Linked DNA regions of Mus musculus: region 1 is linked to region 2. The links are chromatin contacts, called in public promoter capture Hi-C maps. All regions are on one chromosome and are shown on one strand. Each heading gives the region's core, a stretch centred on a gene start, on an enhancer-like site or on the middle of the called end of the contact. The rest is flanking DNA. Distances are from core to core; before and after follow the strand shown.

Region 1 (3,142 bases), core at 155-2,654, 130 kb after region 2:
TCTTCTTCTTTTTTTTTTTTTTTTTTTTTTTTTTTTTGGTTTTTCGAGACAGGGTTTCTCTGTGTAGCCCTGGCTGTCCTGGAACTCACTCTGTAGACCAGGCTGGCCTTGAACTCAGAAATCCACCTGCCTCTGCCTCCCAAGTGCTGGGATTAAAGGCGTGGGCCACCACCACCCGGCTTTTTTTTTTTTTTTTTTAGATTTATTATATGTAAGTACACTGTAGCTGTCTTCAGACACACCAGAGGAGGGCGTCAGATCTCATTACGGATGGTTGTGAGCCACCATGTGGTTGCTGGGATTTGAACTCAGGACCTTCGGAAGAGCAGACTTAACCACTGAGCCTACTCTCCAGCCCTTAAGAAATTCTTTGACCTAAGTAGTGTCAACTTCACCCTGATTCTAGGAGTATGCTGTAATTCAAAAGGGGATGGACAAAACGCCATGTTATTGTCAACTCCCTAACTCTCTGTGGTGGATTCCTCTCTGAGGAAAACATTTGCCACCTAAGGGATCAATATTCCAGTGAACTGCTGTACTACTAGCGTGTACAGGTGTCAAAAGGCAAGTAAGTGACTGGGAGGAAGAAACTTGACTGGGAGGAAACCCACAAGCTCACTGGAGGTATGGACAAGCTCTCCTGCCTCGTTAGTTATTTGCAATGCGTCGGTTTCTGTCTATTTGGAAAGCGTTGGCACAGTGCTGTGATCCAACATCAAGTTTTAATCCCTGCTTTAATCGAAGACCTGAAAGCTCAAACAGTTTCCTCCTGGCGAAATGCAGCGGTAGGTTGCCCAGCAACAAACTGCTATAGTGGAGGCAGAAGGTGGGTGGGTTGTGGGAAAAGTACCTGGATCATGAACAAGAAAAAGGGCGGGAGGGGCTTTTCGAGTGTCTGAGCTTCCCAGGTTTTAAAAACCCTCCAGATTGTTCCTGAGTTTCTGGAACCAGTGTTTACGTCGGCAACAGTTTTCCTGCAAAGAGCGGGTGTGCTTCCACACTCTCATTCTTCCTGACCACGGCCAGCTCTCAGTAGCCATATTTCCAGCCCCAGGGCATCCCAGACTAAGCTCAGGCTGCTAGCCCTTTAAACCCGACCTGCGAGGGAGACGACGTGGAACCACAGAACTAGCGGTGTCAGCCACGTGGTACGAGGAAGCGTTCATGTTGGAACTGGGCAAAGCCTATTTCCACTCTGAGCTGCACAATATGATTGTTTCGAGAGTATCCACGTTCTTGTATTTTCTTCAGTTGAGTTTTCAAAAACGCTAATGGTACCACTCCTTTAGAACTAAAGCTTTGTTTAAAATAACACTACCGGTCCGGCTACAGTGCCCGTTTTAAAAATGGTGCTTCGGTCTTCAGCAGCGATAGTTCTTTCGCAATTAAGATCCGGGTGGAAACAATGGGTAGGTGCAGCGGGGCAGAGCCGAGGTTGCTTCCTAAGAGCTTCTTGCTGGTCAGGAGGGAGGGTCAGGTCCTAGCGTCCTAGCTGGGTTTTGTTCCCGCTGGCGCCGGAATCCTCTGCGGGTTGGGAGCCGCACTGCCGGCTGCCGAGGCCACGGGATTGTTCCTGGCTTACCAGTTAGCTGAGTAGGCGGCGGGGCGGCGGCCACCGGAGGGTCACCATGTGGGCCTTCCCGGAGTTGCCCCTGCCGCTGCCGCTGCTGGTGAATTTGATCGGCTCGCTGTTGGGATTCGTGGCTACAGTCACCCTCATCCCTGCCTTCCGTAGCCACTTTATCGCCGCGCGCCTCTGTGGCCAGGACCTCAACAAGCTCAGCCAGCAGCAGATGTGAGTAACCGCACGCGAGTGTCCTGGGTTGGGGGGGGGGGGGGCAGGATTGTGCAGAACAGGGGCAAGGACTGAGATGCTTGGCTTTGCACTAGCCGGAAAGCTAACCTAGGCACCCAGAACTCTGGGAGGTCATTAAAGTTGTCTATCCTTGGGAAGGACGGAATGGAACTGTTGGGTGTCAGGAGTTGTAGAGGGGTAGGTATCCTTTGCCCTGTGCACGCTCTCCCTACTCCCCAACAAACAAAATCCTGAGAAGGCCACTTTGGTTTACTGGGACCCCTACTATTGTGAGTGACCACGCCCCTTTCTTCTTCCTCCTCCACCCTTTCCCGCTGGGCCGCAGCCCAGAGTCCCAGGGAGTGATCAGCGGTGCTGTTTTCCTTATCATCCTCTTCTGCTTCATCCCTTTCCCCTTCCTGAACTGCTTCGTGGAGGAGCAGTGTAAGGCATTCCCCCACCATGAAGTAAGTGCACCAGTGGGGAAGTTATTAGCGGGCTGGCTGGGGCCGGGCACTTGAGTTGGGGTTATTTGGATTTGGGAAAAGGATGCTTGTGGCCACAACCATAGAGACAGGAATTCTTGGACTGGTGATATAGCTCGGTGGTAGAGCGCTTTCTCAGTATGTGAGTATGTGCAAGGACCCGGCGTTCAATCACCAACTCCGAAAAAAAAAATGGAAAAGACAGGAATTCTTGACAGAGTAGAAGTAGGTGTGAGTCATTACGTGCCCACTTCTCCCCCAGTTTGTGGCCCTAATAGGTGCCCTCCTTGCCATCTGCTGCATGATCTTCCTGGGGTTTGCTGATGATGTCCTCAATCTCCGCTGGCGCCACAAGCTGCTGCTGCCCACAGCTGCCTCACTACCTCTCCTCATGGTCTACTTCACAAACTTTGGCAATACAACCATCGTGGTGCCCAAGCCCTTCCGCTGGATTCTGGGCCTGCATTTGGACTTGGGTGAGTAACCTTGCCACTACTGCCCCTGTGGCACCTACTTTCTGGTACCCTTGCCTCTGAGGTCCCAATAGAGGACCCCTCCTGGTGGTCCATATCCCCATCAACCATTTCTTTTCTGTCCTTGTATCTACTTTCTCTCTTTTCCCTCCTTCTTCCCTATCTCTTATTTCCTTCCTGTTTCAAGGAAGTCATGCTTGCACTAAGACTTATTATCAAAGCTTTTCCTGTCTCTGTTTTGTATTTAAAACAAAAACAAAAACAAAAAAACAAAACAGGGTCATAGGGCTGATGAGATGGCTTAGCGGGTAAGAGCACTGACTGCTCTTCCGAAGGTTTGGAGTTCAAATCCCAGCAATCACATGGTGGCTCACAACCACCTGTAATGA
Region 2 (3,169 bases), core at 577-3,076:
CTTTGTAGTGTATGAATCAAATGTGTATAATTTTCTTTTTAAAAGTCTGGAGCTGGAGAGAGGGCTCAGTGGCTAAGAGCACTGGCTGTCCTTCCAGAGGACATGGGTCCAAGTCCCAACACATGGTGGCTCACATCTGTAGCTCCAGTTCCAGAGGCGAGTGCACATCCTCTTCTGGCCATTGTGGGCAATGCATACCTATAGTACACGCAGGCAAAACACTCATACACAGAATAGATGAAAACAAAACCAAAGAAGTCTGTAGCAGTCAAAACATAAACCAGAGGCCCATGACTCATATTTTGGAATTGAGACAGGAATGAATAGAAACAGTAAAGGTACTCACTTACAAAAGTTGTTCAATTTGGATAAGAACAATTAATATACTTTTGTTATATAGTATACATTTATATTTAGTCATTGCAAATGCATATGAAACTACTTATTTTAGCCATGTCAAATTATATGCTTCATGTAGAGTTGTGTATTAATGATATACAACCCAATATAATAATCTATGTTGACTCTATAATAAAATCCATAATTAAGACAATAAAAGCTGGGGTTGAGGATGTGGCTCCTTGGTAGGCAGGGTGCATGCACTGAGCCCTTGGCTGGATCCCCAGCACCACATGGACATGGTGTGAGGCTGCATGCCTGTGACTCCAGAACTCAGGAGGCGGAGACAGAAGGATCAGAGATGGTCAAGTCATTCTCCACTCTGTGGTGAATTCAAGGCTTGCCTGGGATACATGAGAACCTTCTCCAAAAATGTAGAAGAAAGAACTCTCAACAACCCACAATGAAAACATTATTATTTCATCCACTGGATGAGGAAATAGAAATAACATAGCTAAAAAAGTGGCTAAGAAAAGATTAAAAACCTACAAATTGGCTTTAGAGTTTAACTACTTAGTCACTATACTATACTGGCTCTCAGTCATTGTGGTGATTTGAGAGAAAATGGCCCCCATAGGCTCACAGGGAGTGGCACTATTAAGAGGTGTGGCCTTGTCAGAGTGGGTGTAGCTTTGTTGGAGGAAGAGAGTCACTAGGGGGGGTGGGCTTTGAATTCTCAAATGCTCAAGTCAGGCCAGTGCAGCATTTACATTCAGCCTGACAACCTGAATGGAGAACTCTCAGCTCCTTCTCTTGCACCATGCTGCCTGCATGCTGCCATGCTTCCCACCACAACAGTAATGGACTAAACCTCTGAACCTGTAAGCCAGCCCCAATTAAATATTTTCCTACATAAAATATATGCTGTGGTCATGATGTCTCTGCACAGCAATGAAACTCTAAGACAGTTATTAAAGTAAGCATACCAAGCACTGTTCAGTATGCTCTAAGAAGAAAGGAAAATGCAGCTTCCATTTCATTATAAAAAATGCTCTCAGGGCTGCCAGGTTGGCTCAGTGGGTAACGAAAGAGTTTGCCACGAAGCTTCATGGCTTGCTGCCTAGTTGTTGACCTGAGTTTAATCCTGGGAATCTACCTGGGGGAAGGAGAGAACCAACCCCAGCAATGTTCTCCAATCTACACACAGACACACTACACCATGCATGCTTATATGTGCACCTGCACGTACACATAAAAATAAATGCATTTTAAAAAATTTAAACATACTTAAATGGCTACAGTGGCATGCATATATTTTCAGTTGCTTGGGGAAGGGAAAAAACAATAGAGCAAGAGCCCAACTAAGTCCCAATATATATATAATTAAGTGCCCTTTTTTGTAAAAGTAGGAACTGTTGTAGGGACTGATTTATATCTAAGAGACAGTCTAGAGTTAAAGCAATCCTTACACTCTGACTCCCTTGTACTTCCCCTCATCCAACTCCTGTAACTCCAGCCAAACCAGACTTCCCACATTCTTTGAACACACAGTCAGCAGCAGGTTCTTTCTAGCATGTTAAAGGCTGACTTCTCTGCCTACATCAGTGGTTCTCAACTTCCTAATGCTGTGACCCTTTAATATAGTTTCTCATGTTGTGGTAACCCCCAAGTATAAAATTATTTCATTGCTGTAAAAAATGAATTGCAAATAAAATTAAATTAAAAAATTATTTCATTGCTACTCAGTAGCTATAATTTTGCTACTGTTGTGAGTCCTAATGTAAATATCTGATATGCAGGATATCTGACATACAACTATTCCTACTTATCCTTCAAAATCTAGTTCAGATTAACATTTCCTGTCTCACTTCTGATGCCATCCAATAGGCAAAACTACATTACATATCTCTATTAAATCCTTGACATATTACACCATATTTCACCTGGACAGAACCCACGAGCTAGTTAATTCTTTCCTGGTAGGTGTTTACACAGGCAAGCTAGTAACAGGCCAAGTAATCTAACTGTATTTGATGATAGGGCAGCTACGGAGCATGTGTGAAGCCCTGGGTCCATCCCCAACAGCAAGGGAGGGAAGGCATGGTGGGTGTGCCTCTATAGAGTATCAGTTCAATTTGCTTTATTTAAGGAACAGCTCAGCAGGTAAAGATATTTGCTGCCAAGGCTGCTGATCTGAGTTCAAGACTCAAAACCCACATGGTGGAGAGAAAGAATCCTTACCCATATATTATACACACACACACACACACACACACACACACACACACACACACACACACCATACACTTAAAAACAAAAAGGAATCAAGCACTGGCTTTTTCTACTCTTATCTAACACTTGTGATTTATCAAGCTGCTGCGGCTTCTGCAGAGATTTGATCTTTTCTCCTCAACCTCAGCTTAGCCTCTTTCAAATGCTCATCTACCCACAAACGTCGGTTATCTTTAGGGATTTCATGGTCTACTGCCTGCAACCTTTCTCAGGAGTGTAAATCACTCTTTCTTTCACAGATAAATCTACCTGACCCAATGATGGTCAACTGCTTACCAAGACCCTTTCTATCAAATGTGAGCTTTCTATTCCCATTAAAATAAAATTCAAAGCAGCTCAACTATTGCTAGCAATCCCATTCTGACAGCCACAGACCTGAGTTAATATTTGTGTAGTATGTCTCCATTACCTAGGCTGGGAATTCTCCTCATACATCCTTTCTTTTCCCTCCTTGAAGAGGCTGATAGTCTGCTTAGTTTTCTTCATCAAATTTTCCATGAACACCCTGAAATACTCATTTTCTCCAAGCGTCTCCATC

What was found. Promoter capture Hi-C pulls out the DNA fragments that hold promoters and counts their contacts.
Region 1: a contact with region 2 is called in a promoter capture Hi-C map of epiblast stem cells, with 2.3 times the contacts expected there. The contact joins the promoter of Dpagt1 here to the enhancer-like site in region 2. A contact is called at or near these places in 5 of 39 promoter capture datasets (the C10 cell line, the HPC-7 cell line, the SN4741 cell line and 2 more), 5 of 115 datasets of contacts at active chromatin or transcription factors (the SCID.adh cell line, bone marrow-derived macrophages, embryonic stem cells and 1 more) and 3 of 9 other capture datasets (adipose tissue, liver and pancreatic islet).

The regions. Positions count from the first base shown.
Region 1 is chr9:44,325,411-44,328,552 of GRCm38.p6, forward strand. It overlaps Dpagt1 (dolichyl-phosphate (UDP-N-acetylglucosamine) acetylglucosaminephosphotransferase 1 (GlcNAc-1-P transferase)), which reads left to right and starts at 1,405. Exons shown (of 9, transcript NM_007875.3): 1 at 1,405-1,795; 2 at 2,142-2,262; 3 at 2,543-2,756. The coding sequence starts at 1,629.
Region 2 is chr9:44,197,920-44,201,088 of GRCm38.p6, forward strand. It overlaps Cbl (Casitas B-lineage lymphoma), which reads right to left. Exons shown (of 16, transcript NM_007619.2): 2 at 3,041-3,169. Among named protein-coding and RNA genes, the nearest start is that of Cbl, 35 kb to the right of the region's middle. Within about 2 kb of position 1,827, at least 16 of the 459 cell types and tissues checked have an H3K27ac peak or open chromatin away from gene starts, as enhancers often do.